Regions from separate parts of the Mus musculus genome. Here all the other regions are linked to region 2. A link is a contact called in public HiChIP or PLAC-seq, Micro-C and promoter capture Hi-C data. All regions are on one chromosome and are shown on one strand. Each heading gives the region's core, a stretch centred on a gene start, on an enhancer-like site or on the middle of the called end of the contact. The rest is flanking DNA. Distances are from core to core; before and after follow the strand shown. Region 1 overlaps Igf1r (insulin-like growth factor I receptor). Region 2 holds the start of Synm (synemin, intermediate filament protein). Region 3 overlaps Igf1r (insulin-like growth factor I receptor). Region 4 overlaps Igf1r (insulin-like growth factor I receptor). Region 5 holds the start of Mef2a (myocyte enhancer factor 2A).

Evidence for each region. Promoter capture Hi-C pulls out the DNA fragments that hold promoters and counts their contacts. A called contact is a pair of places that touch in the nucleus more often than the background predicts. HiChIP or PLAC-seq counts read pairs in DNA pulled down with a chosen protein or histone mark.
Region 1: an H3K4me3 HiChIP or PLAC-seq map of stem cell-derived neural progenitor cells shows a contact between it and region 2, with 2.9 times the contacts expected there. The contact joins the enhancer-like site here to the promoter of Synm in region 2. A contact is called at or near these places in 3 of 39 promoter capture datasets (hematopoietic stem and progenitor cells, liver and maxillary cranial neural crest), 1 of 484 Hi-C or Micro-C datasets (rod photoreceptor), 2 of 115 datasets of contacts at active chromatin or transcription factors (double positive thymocytes and stem cell-derived neural progenitor cells) and 1 of 9 other capture datasets (liver).
Region 3: a contact with region 2 is called in an HNF4G HiChIP or PLAC-seq map of pancreatic cancer cells. The contact joins the enhancer-like site here to the promoter of Synm in region 2. A contact is called at or near these places in 5 of 39 promoter capture datasets (hematopoietic stem and progenitor cells, liver, maxillary cranial neural crest and 2 more), 7 of 115 datasets of contacts at active chromatin or transcription factors (embryonic basal ganglia, embryonic hindbrain, embryonic stem cells and 4 more) and 2 of 9 other capture datasets (adipose tissue and embryonic stem cells).
Region 4: a contact with region 2 is called in a promoter capture Hi-C map of neutrophils, with 5 times the contacts expected there. The contact joins the enhancer-like site here to the promoter of Synm in region 2. A contact is called at or near these places in 5 of 39 promoter capture datasets (cranial neural crest, embryonic stem cells, liver and 2 more), 7 of 115 datasets of contacts at active chromatin or transcription factors (embryonic basal ganglia, embryonic forebrain, embryonic midbrain and 2 more) and 2 of 9 other capture datasets (adipose tissue and liver).
Region 5: a contact with region 2 is called in a Micro-C map of embryonic stem cells, with 7 times the contacts expected there. The contact joins the promoter of Mef2a here to the promoter of Synm in region 2. A contact is called at or near these places in 4 of 484 Hi-C or Micro-C datasets (embryonic stem cells, rod photoreceptor and uterus), 1 of 115 datasets of contacts at active chromatin or transcription factors (pancreatic cancer cells) and 1 of 9 other capture datasets (adipose tissue).

The regions. Positions count from the first base shown.
Region 1 is chr7:68,063,519-68,066,218 of GRCm38.p6, forward strand. All of the region lies in intron 2 of Igf1r (insulin-like growth factor I receptor), which reads left to right. Among named protein-coding and RNA genes, the nearest start is that of Gm51488, 72 kb to the right of the region's middle. Within about 2 kb of position 1,348, at least 56 of the 459 cell types and tissues checked have an H3K27ac peak or open chromatin away from gene starts, as enhancers often do. A contact at or near this core is called in hematopoietic stem and progenitor cells and stem cell-derived neural progenitor cells, where this site is marked.
Region 2 is chr7:67,758,398-67,761,097 of GRCm38.p6, forward strand. Synm (synemin, intermediate filament protein) reads right to left here and starts at 1,345. Exons shown (of 5, transcript NM_207663.3): 1 at 422-1,345. The coding sequence starts at 1,231.
Region 3 is chr7:68,180,063-68,182,762 of GRCm38.p6, forward strand. All of the region lies in intron 5 of Igf1r (insulin-like growth factor I receptor), which reads left to right. Among named protein-coding and RNA genes, the nearest start is that of Gm51487, 24 kb to the left of the region's middle. Within about 2 kb of position 1,294, at least 25 of the 459 cell types and tissues checked have an H3K27ac peak or open chromatin away from gene starts, as enhancers often do. A contact at or near this core is called in pancreatic cancer cells, where this site is marked.
Region 4 is chr7:68,227,265-68,229,964 of GRCm38.p6, forward strand. It overlaps Igf1r (insulin-like growth factor I receptor), which reads left to right. Exons shown (of 21, transcript NM_010513.2): 21 at 1-2,700. Among named protein-coding and RNA genes, the nearest start is that of Pgpep1l, 36 kb to the right of the region's middle. Within about 2 kb of position 1,412, at least 12 of the 459 cell types and tissues checked have an H3K27ac peak or open chromatin away from gene starts, as enhancers often do.
Region 5 is chr7:67,371,421-67,374,120 of GRCm38.p6, forward strand. Mef2a (myocyte enhancer factor 2A) reads right to left here and starts at 1,438. Exons shown (of 11, transcript NM_001291195.1): 1 at 1,293-1,438.

The DNA of each region.
Region 1 (2,700 bases), core at 98-2,597, 310 kb after region 2:
CCCCAGGGAGAAAAGATTCTTACTTTGAACTTAGTTTTCATCGGTTGGAGGACAGGAGGCTTTGAGCTTCTAGAGGCCTCAAGAAAGAACGTGATGCTTTAGGATACAGCCTTCTGTGTGACCCATACCAGAATACCTCAGCATCCCCCTGCAGCGAGGAGAGGTGGCAGCAAAGGTCTAGGGTGCAGGTGGCTTTGGAATCTTGCGCTGAACATCCCAGGGATGGGACAGGCAGTTTCTCCAGGCCATTGTAGCAGTCTGGATGAAGTCGTGCAGGGCAGGGGTGTAGCTACCCAGGCCTGGGGCATTAGCCGTAAAGCACAGGCTGGAGGCACAATGCACGGGAAGATGGGCCCTGTGCACCGTGACAGCTGATGGAGAGAACAGTATGTTAGTGGAAGGAAGAGAGCTTAGGGGTGCACCAGGACTGCAGATGTCTGCTCTGGCCACAGAGAAAAGCGGCTTGGGAGCACCATGTATGTGTTCTGAGAGACAGCCGACAGCGTTCTCTGGAGGCTCTCGTGTGGCCACATGTGAAGAGACTGGTAGCCAGAAAATGGGAGACAGGAAGTAGACTTTCCAATATGAACATGAATGAAGCCGGATGCTACTGCGTTGTGTGTGCAGGCATGGATTGAGCACCTGATTCATGACAGCTAGGTATGCTACAGGAAGAGCACAGAACGAGGTGAGAGCTGGTTCCGGGCTCATCTGGTACAGAGAACCAGGAGCAGAAAAACGGGTCCTGAGATCACTGCATGAGTGGACCGCATGGCCAGTTTCACGCAAGAGTGACTGAAAGAGACGGAGAGCTACAGGCCTTGCCCATCTGCCTGTGTTGACTGCTGCTTTTCCACAATCCTTCTCCAAGCTGTGGACTTTGTTCATAGTCACTCACTTGTCCTTGTCCAGAAGTTGCCTGACTACAGATCCATTTTATGGATGAGAAAACTGAGACTTAGAGAGGGGCTGGTGTTTACTCAGTGTTCATGTTGGCTGTATGGTACAGAAACCCAGCTTGGCTAGTGGCTCATAGACTATAACGTGTGGGTTCCTTGATGAGGAGCAGGAAGATGGGCCTTCTGGGGGGGGGGGGAGGAGAAGGACTGACATGGTCCTGCTTTCTGTCTGCATGCTGTCTTTGCCTGGCTTTCTGTCTGTAAGCAGTGTCCTCCTTTAGCCCCGTGTGTGTCCTATGGCATGAGGAAGTTAGCTTGCCCTGTTGTAGCTCACCTCTCCACTCCCACAGCACCAGGCCTCCTTCCCAGGGGCCTCAATAGTGGCCTTCAAGTGTGAGCGGGTGCGTCACATGCAGCAGGTCTCTGGTAGTGACCCCTTTTCATATGACTGGTCTCCGTAGCCACTGTGGAAGTTAGCGTATCCGTAGCTCCCTGTCTTTCACAAACAATGGAAAAACCCATTACCAGCCCCCAAACCAGCTGTCTGTCTTCTGATGAATAGACAGCCAACCCCGAAGAGCAGAAGAATAGTTTCTCTTAAGTACTCTGGGAGTGCATAATATACTTTAAATGAGATTAAAAATCATGCGTTCTTCTTCCTAGCATCTCCGTCAGGCCATTGAGTATGAGAGCATTCAGTGCTGTGTGCTCAGTACGAGGTAGTAACATCTATTCAGCGTTCAGTACATCCACTCTGTTCAAGAACAATGTATTCAAGGTCAGTGTGTTTTGGCTCTGTGACAGACTTCTGGAAATTCCCAAGAGAATGAGTTTTTCCCCCCCACTGGTTATATAATCTAGCACAAGTGACTGTGTGGCAGCAACATCATGTAAGTGACTTGTAAAATGCAGTTGATTCTAAAATGTTGCTTTGAAAAGAGTGGCTTGAAGGATTTTTGTGTTTGTTTTGTTTGTGTCCCACCCCCCCCAAGTTCTTTCCAGAGTTTAAGGCACCACTTCTTCTTCTTCTTCTTCTTCTTCTTCTTCTTCTTCTTCTTCTTCTTCTTCTTCTTCTTCTTCTCCTTCTCCTTCTCCTTCTCCTTCTCCTTCTCCTTCTCCTTCTCCTTCTCCTTCTCCTTCTCCTTCTCCTTCTCCTTCTCCTTCTCCTTCTCCTTCTCCTTCTCCTTCTCCTTCTCCTTCTCCTTCTCCTTCTCCTTCTCCGTCTCCTCCTCCTCCTCCTCCTCCTCCTCCTCCTCCTCCTCCTCCTCCTCTTCCTCCTTCTTCCTCCTCCTCTTCCCTCCTTCTTCCTCCTTCTTCTTCTTCCTCCTCCTCCTCCTCCCTCCTTCTTCCTCCCCCTCCTCCTTCTTCTTCCTCCTCCTCCTCTTCCTCCTCCAAATTTGTTCTGGAATTATCTGTAAGCACCGCTTTGTAGTAAGTACCCTTCACTACCCCTCTTCTTTCGTGGTTAAATATTGCTTCTCCCTCTGCACAGAGGCTGAGCCTGGAGAAGTTTCAGGTATAGTCCAGGTTGCCCTCCTTGTAGATAGCAGCTTTGGGAGTTCAAGATCTGACCTACGGCAAACTTTATTGACTTGGAGATGCACATTTCAAAATCTTTGCTGGTGCTGTTCCAGCACTTGGTCAACACTGTCCTCCAGGCTCTCTCTAGGCGGTAGTGACACGTGATCATTGGAGGAGAGCCAGTCTGTGGAAGAGGACATCTCTTCCATAGGAGCCAGAGCATAAAACCGTGTCTGGGAGCAGGAATAGGCCGAACAGGCCTGAGCGAGCAAGGGATATG
Region 2 (2,700 bases), core at 95-2,594:
AAGAAAAAGAAAAGAAGAGAGGAGAGGAGAGGAGAGGAGAGGAGAGGAGAGGAGAGGAGAGGAGAGGAGAGGAGAGAACAAAAACAGAACTAACAGGATCGTTGATCAGGATGTGCCTAGACACGTCTGGATCTAAAGGTAATCCAACTAACAGGATGATGGGCACTAGGCTAGCCACCGGGACCTGTCACATGGCGTCAGTCCTCCGATTTAAGGATCATTGCACCAACCCCTTATTCTTAGACTAGCTATATGCCAGAATCCCGTCGCTTCATAAATAGCAAAGCTGCTGGCAGCGTACGCTTCCCTGGGTGGGGCTGAACCAGCTGGGTGTCCCGGGAACCCCTGCTGCTCGCCTACTGGGTGCACAGGGGTGCGTGTACAGGCTATTAGGGAAGGGGCGCGGTCCCTGCCCACGGACCTGCCGCTCCTCCGCCTGCATCCCGTACTCCTCGCGCATCCGCAGCAGCTCATCCTCCAGCCTCGCGCGCAGCTGCTCCAACTCCAGCGCCTGGTTCCGCAGCGCGTCTGCCTCCTGCGCGCACAGCCGCGCCTCGTCCTCCGCCTGGAGCCGGCTCTCTTGGCCGCGGCGCAGCGCCTGCTCCAGCTCGCGCACCTCGTCCTCGTACAGCTGCACGCTCTCCCTCCACGACTCGGCCACCAGCAGGGCGTAGCTGTCGTGCACGTCCCGCAGGCGCGGCGGGGGCGCGGCGGGGCTGGTGGCGCGGGCTCGGAAGTGCATGGTGAGGCTGGCAGCGCGGGCTCGTAGATCTCGCACTTGGCGTTCGTGGGCAGCGTCCAAGTCGCGGCGCTCAGTTTCCAGCCGGCCCAGCAGCGCCTCGAGGGCGGCGCGCGCGCCCAGAGCCTCCTCTAGCTCCCGCCGTTGCGCTCCCAGCTCGGCATCCAGGCGGCTGCGGGCAGTGCCGGCTTCCACACCCTCCCGCTGCAGCTCCAGCAGTTCCCTCCGCAGCGCGTCGCGCTCGCCCTCGGCCAGGGCTGTGGACCAGTTCAGTTCATCTAGCTGCTGTCGTAGGCTGCGCGCCTCCTCGGCGTAGAGTGCCTGATCCTCAGCCCAGCGGTCCTCCCGGCTCAGCCGGCTGCGCAACTCCTCCTCCAGTAGCAGGTTCTCGCGCTCCAGCTCTCGCACCCGGCACACGTAGTCGTAAAGCCGGGCGTTGAGCTCCTGCAGCTCCGCCTTTTCAGAGCCCGTCTGCAGCCGCCAGGACAGCATCTTGCTGGGTGTGCCGGACCCTTTCGATTAGCCGCTTGCCTCCTGCCCTGATCTTGTCCCCTCCGCCCCGCCGCGCCGCGCCCGCCGCGCCGCTGCCTCGGAGGCCCTTGGACTGGCGCACCGACTGGCGAGCTTCCCCACTTAGTGGCCCGGTCGCGCGGCTGTGGACTTGGGCCATCGCCTCCAGCCAATCAGGACGCGGCCCGCGCGGCCACTGCGGCCGGACAGCGCCCCCTGCCGGACAGATCGGGCCATGGCGAGGCTGCCCAGCACTGGCCCCCCTGGTGGCCCAGGGTAATCCCACGTGGGTTGTCGGATTACTGCGTGCTGGCTATCTGGGACACCTTATGAGGCTCCCCGTTGCTACTCCTAGGGCGCAACTAAGGCACCCCTGAGTCCCAGCTTTCTTTAATGAAAAATAGTTGCCATTAAATGAGAGATCCTTTTCGTAGAGGAAGCTTCTAATTGGTTGCTCTGGAGATGAGGGGCAGGAGGTGTATTCTTTAAACTAGAGTTATAGTTCAACAATAAAGAGCTTGCCAGATAAAGAATATGCCAGGCCTGGATATCAATATCCACCACCACAAAACAACTTTGCGCATGTATATTGCACATCCGTATATACACATATACCTGTTATGTTTTTTAAACTAAGACCATTTCAGTAATTTTGCTTTTATTTTTTATGTGTGTGAGTGTTTTGCCTGCATGTATTTGTACCACGACGGTGCACACAGACGCCAGAAGAGGGCGTCAAATCCCCGTGAAACTGGAGTTAAAGGCAGTTGTTAGCCAAAATGTGGGTACTGAGAATTGAAACCACATGCTCTGCTGCCAGTGCCCCTAACCACTGAGTCATGTCTTCAGCCCTACATATACATTTTTAACTTCTGGCATGAATGCATCTCCATTTGCCAATATTATATGTTTAGGTAAGATTTCCTTTCCACGCAGAGTGGGAAACGCTGTTACCTTCTTACTTGCACAAACCACCTTCATGGGACTTTATGCTTTGCAATATTAGCATCATTCTGGTGGAGAAAGAACCTAGAAAGACTTTGAAGTGCTCTGAGCACAGAACATTCTAGACACCTACCATCTCTCCAGACTTTTGCAACTGCCTTATACACACCCCCATTATGACAGCCTGGGAGGGGGGCCGCTGTCTCTTCTTTCAGCAGTGTGCCCTTAAAGCACTTAGTTTAATTGCCATAGAAACCACAGCTCTCTCAGTTTGTGCATACTTGCATCTCATTGCATTACACGACAGTTACAAAGGATGGTAGCCAGAGTCAGTAGCATTACAGAGCGCAGGAATAGGCACAGGTGGCCCTAAGTAGGGGGGTGGGGGGTATTCAGCACCAAGGCATTGGCCTGGGAGCCCTGGACTCTGTTCTTCCGTTCTCCCATCCACAGGGGCACATCAACACTTTGGTCCTTGGTGATCATCACTCAACCTTCTAGATTAC
Region 3 (2,700 bases), core at 44-2,543, 420 kb after region 2:
TGTTCTGGGGGACTTTTGACAGTTCAGAGAGTAGCACAGGTCATCCTGTGCCTTTGTGAGGTGATTCAAAGCTTATAACGTCCTTTTATATTTAGCATCCAGTTCTTCTCAATTGGCCTCGGGGCCCGAAGAGACCAGAAAAGATAGCTCCATGGGCAGCTGAGAACCAGCAGCCCTAGAGAAGCTGAGTAAACCATTCAGGTGCCACTTCATAAGCAGTGGAGAAGGTGCTTGGGCCTGGTTATCAGTTCCTACATGGAAGACTCTACACTCGGTCCCCTGCAGTCTTCACTTAAAAGGGAGGCCTAGAAATGGTAGCCACAGATCATAGCTAAGTGTTGGCTGTGAGCTTATCATGTGACAGGGCCCCCAAATTGTTGACTAACCATCCTAGTAGGTCTATGCATTGGCAGGTGAAACCCATCCAATAGAGGGGATTTTTTTTTCTAATGTTGAAAAAGCTACAAGCTACCAGGCAGTGGTGGCACATTTCTTTAGTCCCAGCACTTGGGAGGCAGAGGCAGGTGGATTTCTGAGTTCTAGGCCAGCCTGGTCTACAGAGTAAGTTCCAGGACAGCCAGGGCTACACAGAGAAACCCTGTCTTGAGGGGGTGGGGGGGGTGCAGAAAGGAAGGTAGGAAAGAAGGAAGGATCGAACTAAGAGCCAAAATACCACTCAATAAAACTCCGGGAGATCATACAGCGTGTAGGAGCCAAAGGAAAAAAAATGAACAGTTTGGTTTTTAAAAATATTCTGTGGATGTAAAAAGGCAGTGAGCTTAGAAACGATTTATGAAGTCGCATTTATTGAGTGGTTCCCTTAACTAGTCATCTCCCTGAGAAAACAATGACCATTCAAGGACATTAGTATCTTGAAGGTGTGTAGACAAATCTCCACCTGGGGATATCTCTTAACTCTCACTATTGCAGAAGGTGTTGAGGAGGCAGGCCTCGGGTGGGGGTTGGGAAGCAGGCACTGTGTGGACGGGCCCTCCCCAGCAGGTTGATTATTATTTTGGTGAAGGTTTTTATTTTTCTTTACCTTCTGTAGGCTCCACAATGCCTGGATTTTATTGATATTGGTATTCTGGCTCCCAGCCTTCTCTGCATTGTTTAAAGAGAGAAAGTTTGTGTTTACTGTGAAAAGATAATCTTGCTTTTCAAAGTGATTAGTCAAATACCCTGAGTTTCTATGTGCCTGCCATTCATTTGTCAAATTCCTGGTTTCTAATTCATGCTCCCTCCCTGGGGAGAAGAATGTGTGGCTCAGAAGGAAGGTATTTTCAGTACAATTCTGTTTCCTGCTTGAGAAATTAGTTTACTAAGAGGCCTTGGCCTAGATGGAGATGGGAGTTTGACCTGATTAGTTGGCCCTTGTATCCGGCCTGGAGGTGTCTTCAATAACAGGAGATTTTTGTCTCCTGGGACTCTCAAGACTTGGGAGCAGCCAGACCGGTGAGGTTAGCGTTGAGGCAGCAGTTTAAGAATGGCCCATGGTTAGGCAAGACACCTAATGGGACCCAATCTTTCCACCATTACACCTATCCTTCAGTTGTCTGCCTATCCTGACCACCCCCATATCAATAAGAGTGAACATTGGTGGGTCCCGTAGGTGGCAGTTCTGACTGACAGGTATCCAAGGACCTCCCTAGGACATACACTCTTAGGTACTACGATCTGGATTCCTTTGATCAGGGTCTTTGTTTCCTACTCCAATAAACAAGCATGGTAGGGGAACACTCCTTACCAAAGGCTAGCGGCTCATTGAGCCCGTGCGTGTGCAGACCCTGCGCTGAAGCCTGCGCAGAAGTGCTCAAGGAGGGTTGGGGCTTCCATTCAACTGCTTAGCTCACACTTGAGCTCCGACTCCTCCATGTGAGGACTCTTACCTATGAGAGGGATGTATGTGCAGAGGTCAGAGGACAGCCTTACACAGTAACTGTTCTTCCTTCTCGGGGTCCTGATCACCAGACTTGTGATGTAAGTACTCTTGCACGCATGAGCCATCTCACTGGCTCTCATAAGGAATCTTAAAACCAACGAGACCTCAGACTTCACCTACGCACATGAACGCTGCTCTTCATAGCACCGAGGAAACTGCCTGTGGCTTGTCCTGTGGGGAATTCATGGCTCTTCCGGTCCTGGGTCCTGGCCTCTGAGCTCCCTAATGAGTTCTCCAGGAAGTGTCGGGAGAGGCTTGGCAACCCTGCAGCTGTAACTCATTTCTCAGTATGTGAAGGTCATGTTGAAAGCAGACCCCCTAGGCAGTAGTTCTAATGTGGGTGAGGACTCTCAGCAGGTGGTGCCTAGGTGGACACAGCCTTTAGGGCAGAACAGGACTTTGGGACATGTTTGTCTGGTCTGTGGGTGGATTTAGAAATAACTGTTTAAAAAAAAAAAAAAAACTTATGCAGACACCCAAGTAGAATCCTTGCTCTCCCCTTGGCCCCCTAAGATAGCTATCTTCCCTTTGGCCATGCCCATATCTCCCCTCTAGTGGAAGTTAGGCCTTGGAAACAGTGCCGTGGCCGGCCTGGTAGTTTCTGGGTGGACCCAGGACTGGTGTTTATCAGCATTACCTGCTAGACATCGAGATTCCTGGTGCACTCTGGACCTCTGCACCAGAAGCTCTAGCGGTAGGGGATACTGAGAACAAGCTGTGTACATACTAAATGTGGAAAGCCACCATGTTACACGCTG
Region 4 (2,700 bases), core at 162-2,661, 470 kb after region 2:
GTTTGGGAGAACTGGACAAGATGGAACTCGCCCTCCTTGAAGAAGGGGAAAGCAGAACTGGTTCTCCACCCCTCCCCCACCCACAGCACCCCAAGAATTCTGGAGGAAGTGGCCATGGGCAAGCTTGAAGGTCAGGTTGTGGGTCAAGGTGGTCCTCACACCAGCCTCGTCCCCCTCCCCGACCTCCCTCCTGCCCCTCCCCTGAGGGCCACACACTCGAAAGGGTTCCGGGGACTCGGCCTGGCTGTTGGTTATGGATGTTCGAGGAAGGGATTCAGAGCCACAGCAGCCTGGAGCCGCCCGCCCAGGCAGTGGATCCAAGCAGTGTGAGCTTTCACATGGTCTGTTACTAGGACTTCTTCATGGGTCTCTCAGTTCTATGTTAGACCGTGAAACATTTGCATACACATCGTCTTTAATGTCAGTTTTATAACTTTTTTACAGTTCAGATATTCATCTATACATCTGTACAGGAAAAGAAAAGCTGCTATTTTTTTTTTGTTCTTTATCTTTGTGGATTTAATCTATGAAACTTTCAGGTCTACCCCTTCTTCCTTTCTGCTCACTCCAAGAAACTTCCTCTGCTTATCACTAGAGTGTGGTTTTTCTTCCTCTTCTCCGGCAACTGATGCTTCTAGGACATAACTTGCCGTGAACTGTTTGATGCCTTTTTTATAAATACATCTCCCTTCCCCTGCTCCCTGCAGCCCCATTCATTACCCTCTAACCCATAGGCTCTGTGAGCACAGTCACAGGTGAGGGAGTGGGGAGGGTGGGAGTCCAGAGCCCACAGACTCCTGGGCCCTACTCTCTCCTTTCCTTGCTTCCCCGCACACAGCATCTGCTCCAGGGCAAGGCATGCCACAAACTCAGGTCAGAAACAAAAAGGTTAAAAATCCCACACATCCTGGTTTAGTGTTTCTAGTCCCTGTTGTTGAAAGTCACACTTTGCTTTCTCTCCTTGCTTTGGTTCACACACACACACACACACACACACACACACACACACACACACCCCAATTTGGGAATACAATAGCAGTTTTAACTGCAGACAATAGTCATTGGATTATTATTTAAATGAATATTTGATCTTTCACACACACACACACACACACAATAGCTGCTGAGTCCCCAGGATGCAGCAGAGCTGGTCCAGTGGCCCATCTGCCACCTCCTTCACAAGCAGGCCCACCTGTCTTTAGAACCAGCTTGTCTGAAGGGGTGGCCTCCCTGGGAGCAAGATGTAAGACACCAACTCCCCATGGCCAGGAGCAGCAACTTTAGTGGGTGTGCTATAAAGCCCACTCCCGGGCCGGAAATCCCAAAGTGGAGTAGAGCTGACCCTACAGTGGCCCTAGAGCCCCTTGCTGTTCCTCCTTAACCAGAATCCCGGAGCTCTGGGCTTGGAGGCCCCTCCCCCTGGAGTGGGGTTGGGGGAGGGGTCCTGTCTTGTTTCGATTTAGCACTTCTTACCAGAGCAGTGACAGCGCGAGAGATGCTTCTGGGTGGAAATATTTAAATTAGGAGTAGGAAAACTGTTGGATGATGATGGTTGCAGTTGTGACTGGAGATTAGATGCAGGAAGGAAAGCTGGAGTTGTCTGGCTTGTCTGTAGGTTCAGGCTTGTGGCTCTTCCTAGCCTCTGCCCTTAAAGGGAAAAGGAGGGGGGAAGCTTATTAAGAAGGTATTTCATGTAGGAGTTTTAATTTATTTTGTGATACCTGTTTTAATCACTGTAGAAAAGCCCCTGTTATGGATTTAAATGCTGAGGAAAGGGTACATGTATCTCTGTGTATGTGTGTATTAGATGGGACAGTTTTGGGGGGTTTTTTTGGGGGGGCTTGTTTTTCAAACATTTATCTACCTCACTCTTGTTTTTCATGTGTGTGTGTGCATATATATATATCACATATATATATATATATATAATACATCTCACACTTCTCAGTACCTGACAGTAGGCCAATGATCCTGGTAACCTCAGCCACTCCGCAGGCCACATACCCAGGTGAAGCAGAGAGGGGCCAGGCTGGATTCTGGGGTTAAAGCAACGCTAACTCAAATGAGCAGCCTCTTCCTGCTCTGTCTCCAAAAGCCCACTTTTCCTAGGGCAACTCTGGTCTTTCTCCTCACCTGGTCCCCTACTTTTCAACCCAGCAGTCACCATGAGCACAGCACGCCAGTGGAGGGGGGCTCCCCGGCCCATCCTCAGCTGGCTGACTTTGGAACAGAACTTTCTCTACAGATTGAATGACTGACAAATTCTATCCCTAAGAGAGCAGGTACTCCCAGGTTTTGAGGGCAGGAGGCACCCACACGTAGGTTGTCTTGAGAGTCCCAATGTGTGCACATGTCAGGGTGCCCTGTCAGCCCCCTCAGCTGCTCCTCTGAGACCTGCACCGAGGCAGGGGCATGCCACCATTGCTCTCCTGGCATTGGTTCCTCTTGGAGGTACAGCGGTCAGGGAGCTCCCCCTTCTGCTTCTGACAGAAGGCCAGTATAAAAAAGGGGGCAAGACGAAGCCTGTGCCCCCTGCAGGCTGCTGTCCTTCCCTCTTCTTCCCTCCCTTCCCCCCCCCCCCCCGCAACCCCCAGGGCTAAACAAGGACTGACCAAATCTTGAGGCTGGAAGGCCAGTGGTTGGCGCCTAGCCTTCCCCGTGCTCTGCCTCTGTCCACCCATCCGTCTGCTGCTCACAGGT
Region 5 (2,700 bases), core at 188-2,687, 390 kb before region 2:
AACACACACACACACACACACTACTTTGTTTACCTTTTCCTCAGACTGTCCAAGTACTGCCAAGGTAACATAGATTTTAAAACTGACAACTAGACTACTTAGCAGTTGCCAAAACAACGCAGCTGGATTCTTAAAGGGAAAGTACTCTTGTGTAATATACACCTAATTACTGCTTTACAGAACCTCACTGTCATACAGTAATGGATGTTTCAAGAAAGACATAAGAGAAACACGATGCGCTGCGCTACAAACTTGAAAACTGTTATACAATATTAGTTTTAAAATAGTTGTCAACACATCGCAGCAGGTCTTTCTAATTTCAATTTCTGGAATCCCAATTTCACAGTAAACATACAGGTTAGCGCGACGGTGTAGTCAGTCTACACTCCGTTGCCTTCTGGATCATGATGACAGGGGCTTCAGAGCTCAGGGACCTATTTAAGGTCCGAGTGAGCAAGAATTTGATAGTTACACTTTTCCAGGGGGAGGGGGGAAATGCTAATTCAGAAAACGCTCACCTTTCCCAAACTTGTCTGCAATATCACTGATCTTTAATCCTCAACCGCCCAAAAACAGATGACATCGAACCCAAAGGCAAAGTTTCCATCTCACCCTGAGACCTAAGGCGGGATCTACCCGATTGCAAGGAGCGGGTCCCTTCTGCAGCCCCGACTCCCAAGACCTTTTCCCCGCACCCGCAGGTGCTCGAACCCGGCCACCGCCCGGGCCAGGTCCAGACACACAACCTAACGCCGATATCCCCACGGGAGAGTTCGACCCCCTACCTCCCGCCCCAGTGAACCAACCTTCCCCCCGAAGCAGAAGTGGGGGAACTTTAAGTGCGACCACAGGGCCGGACGCCCCCCGCACTGGCGGTTTACGGAGCGGGGAGACCCCGAGATCCGCGACGCTGGAGGAATGGACCGAGTGGCTCCGCGGCCCCCTGGGAACTCCGTCAACTTTCAGGGAGGAGCGGGGCGGCGCGGCTGGGGGCCCCAGAGGTGGCGCGCACAGGGAGGCGGCTCGCGACAGTCCCCCCCGCGGGCCCCCGCCGCCGCGCCCGCAGCCCCCCGGGCTCGCCCCAGGGCACCCCGCCCCCACCGCACGGGGCCGCGCCCCTCCGCTCTCCCGAGGGCCCGGCCGCCCCACGCCCAGCCTCGCCCCGGCGCCCGGAGCCGCGCGGGCACCCCTCCTCGGCCTCGCAGCCCCTCCGTGGTAGTGCCCCCCACTCCCAGCGCGGCCCGACCCCCTTCCCAGCCGCCGCCACATCCCCGCCGCCCGCGGCCCCTCACCGAGTCTCCGCTACTGCCGGCGGGCGCGCACACGCCGCAGCCCCGGCCCGGCCCGCCACAGCACTCCGCGCCGCCCGGAGCCGCCTCCTTCAGCCCGGGACTCGCCGGGACATCCGCGCACGGATCCCCACACCGGGGCTATTTTTAGGAGTCAGGCCTCGGCCAGGCCGGAACTCGTTCTTCGCGGCGCGCGTGCGCACTGCGAGGACGTCTTGGTGTCCCTCCGCGGGCCTCGCCTCTCCCTTCCTCTCGGCTTCCTCTCTTTCTTCTCTCCCGGGCTCTCCTTTTAGGGTATATTTCTGCTCTCGGTGGGTCCTGAAGGGTTTGTCATGGACAAGACGAGGGACTAGTCAGAGAGAGCCGCGCCTTCTCAACAGCTAGCGCTGTGGCACAAGGACAAGAGGGGCGGACTATGTTTTTCCGGGTGGGTGAGGCGACAGATCACCCGGCACAGGAAGGAGATGACGGCTGCTTGGCGCCGGGGCTGCAGCCTGGAGCGCGCTTCCCTCTTTGAAGGACCGTGTTCTCCTGGAAGGGATACTGGTCACTTGATGAGGGCCTGGGCGTGGCGGGCCGGTGGCGTCGCGCCCCCGCCGCCTCCTGGTCCAGCCCGGGCCCACGGCTCCGGTGACGCGGCGCGTGACTAGTCCCCGCGCTTGGTCCGTGACCACAGCCGAGAGGCCCGACCCGGCGGGACGGCCCAGACGCCCTGTGCGGTGCTCGGGACCGAGGCCAGCTCCCCGCCCTCGTGTGCGCCGGGCCTGCCCAAACCTCGGCTCGCCACGCCCTCACTGTGGTCGGGGCCACACCTGTGTCCAGGCCTGGACAGCTGCTGGGTCACCCCCGCCGGGCCAGCAGTTGGATGCTGTCCCTGGCCACCCAATCCCAGCAGGGGCTTGGAAAGCAGAAACACCTTGAGAATGAGGCAACCTGCCTATTTGGGCTACTAATACTAGCTAGTATGGATTAGTGGTAAACTGTATCTCACTTAGTACTCACATCGCAGTGAAGTTCACCTCATTTTCTGTTCCCATTCGGCAGATAAGAAAGGAAAACTGAGAACCACTCTGACCACGCAGGGTCACACAGCGTCAGAGAAGGGCCATAAGGATCTGAATTCCTAACTACTCGACGAACTGATTTTTCTGAGGGGAAAAGATGTCTTTGAGACAGCACTTGTATTTTGTTAACTTACTGATTTTGTCCAGAGAAGGCTTATGGGGGTGACTCTCTGCTGGTCCTCACCCCCAAAAGTTGCTACCGCTGTAGAGGTAATAAGAATGTGATGGCTGGTATCCGAACCCAGAGCTGCCCATGCAATGGGCACAAACCCTCATTCGAAAATGAGAGGCTCAATTCTGTGGTTAGGGCTTTAAAACAAGTCTTTGGGGGTGGGTGAGCAGATGTG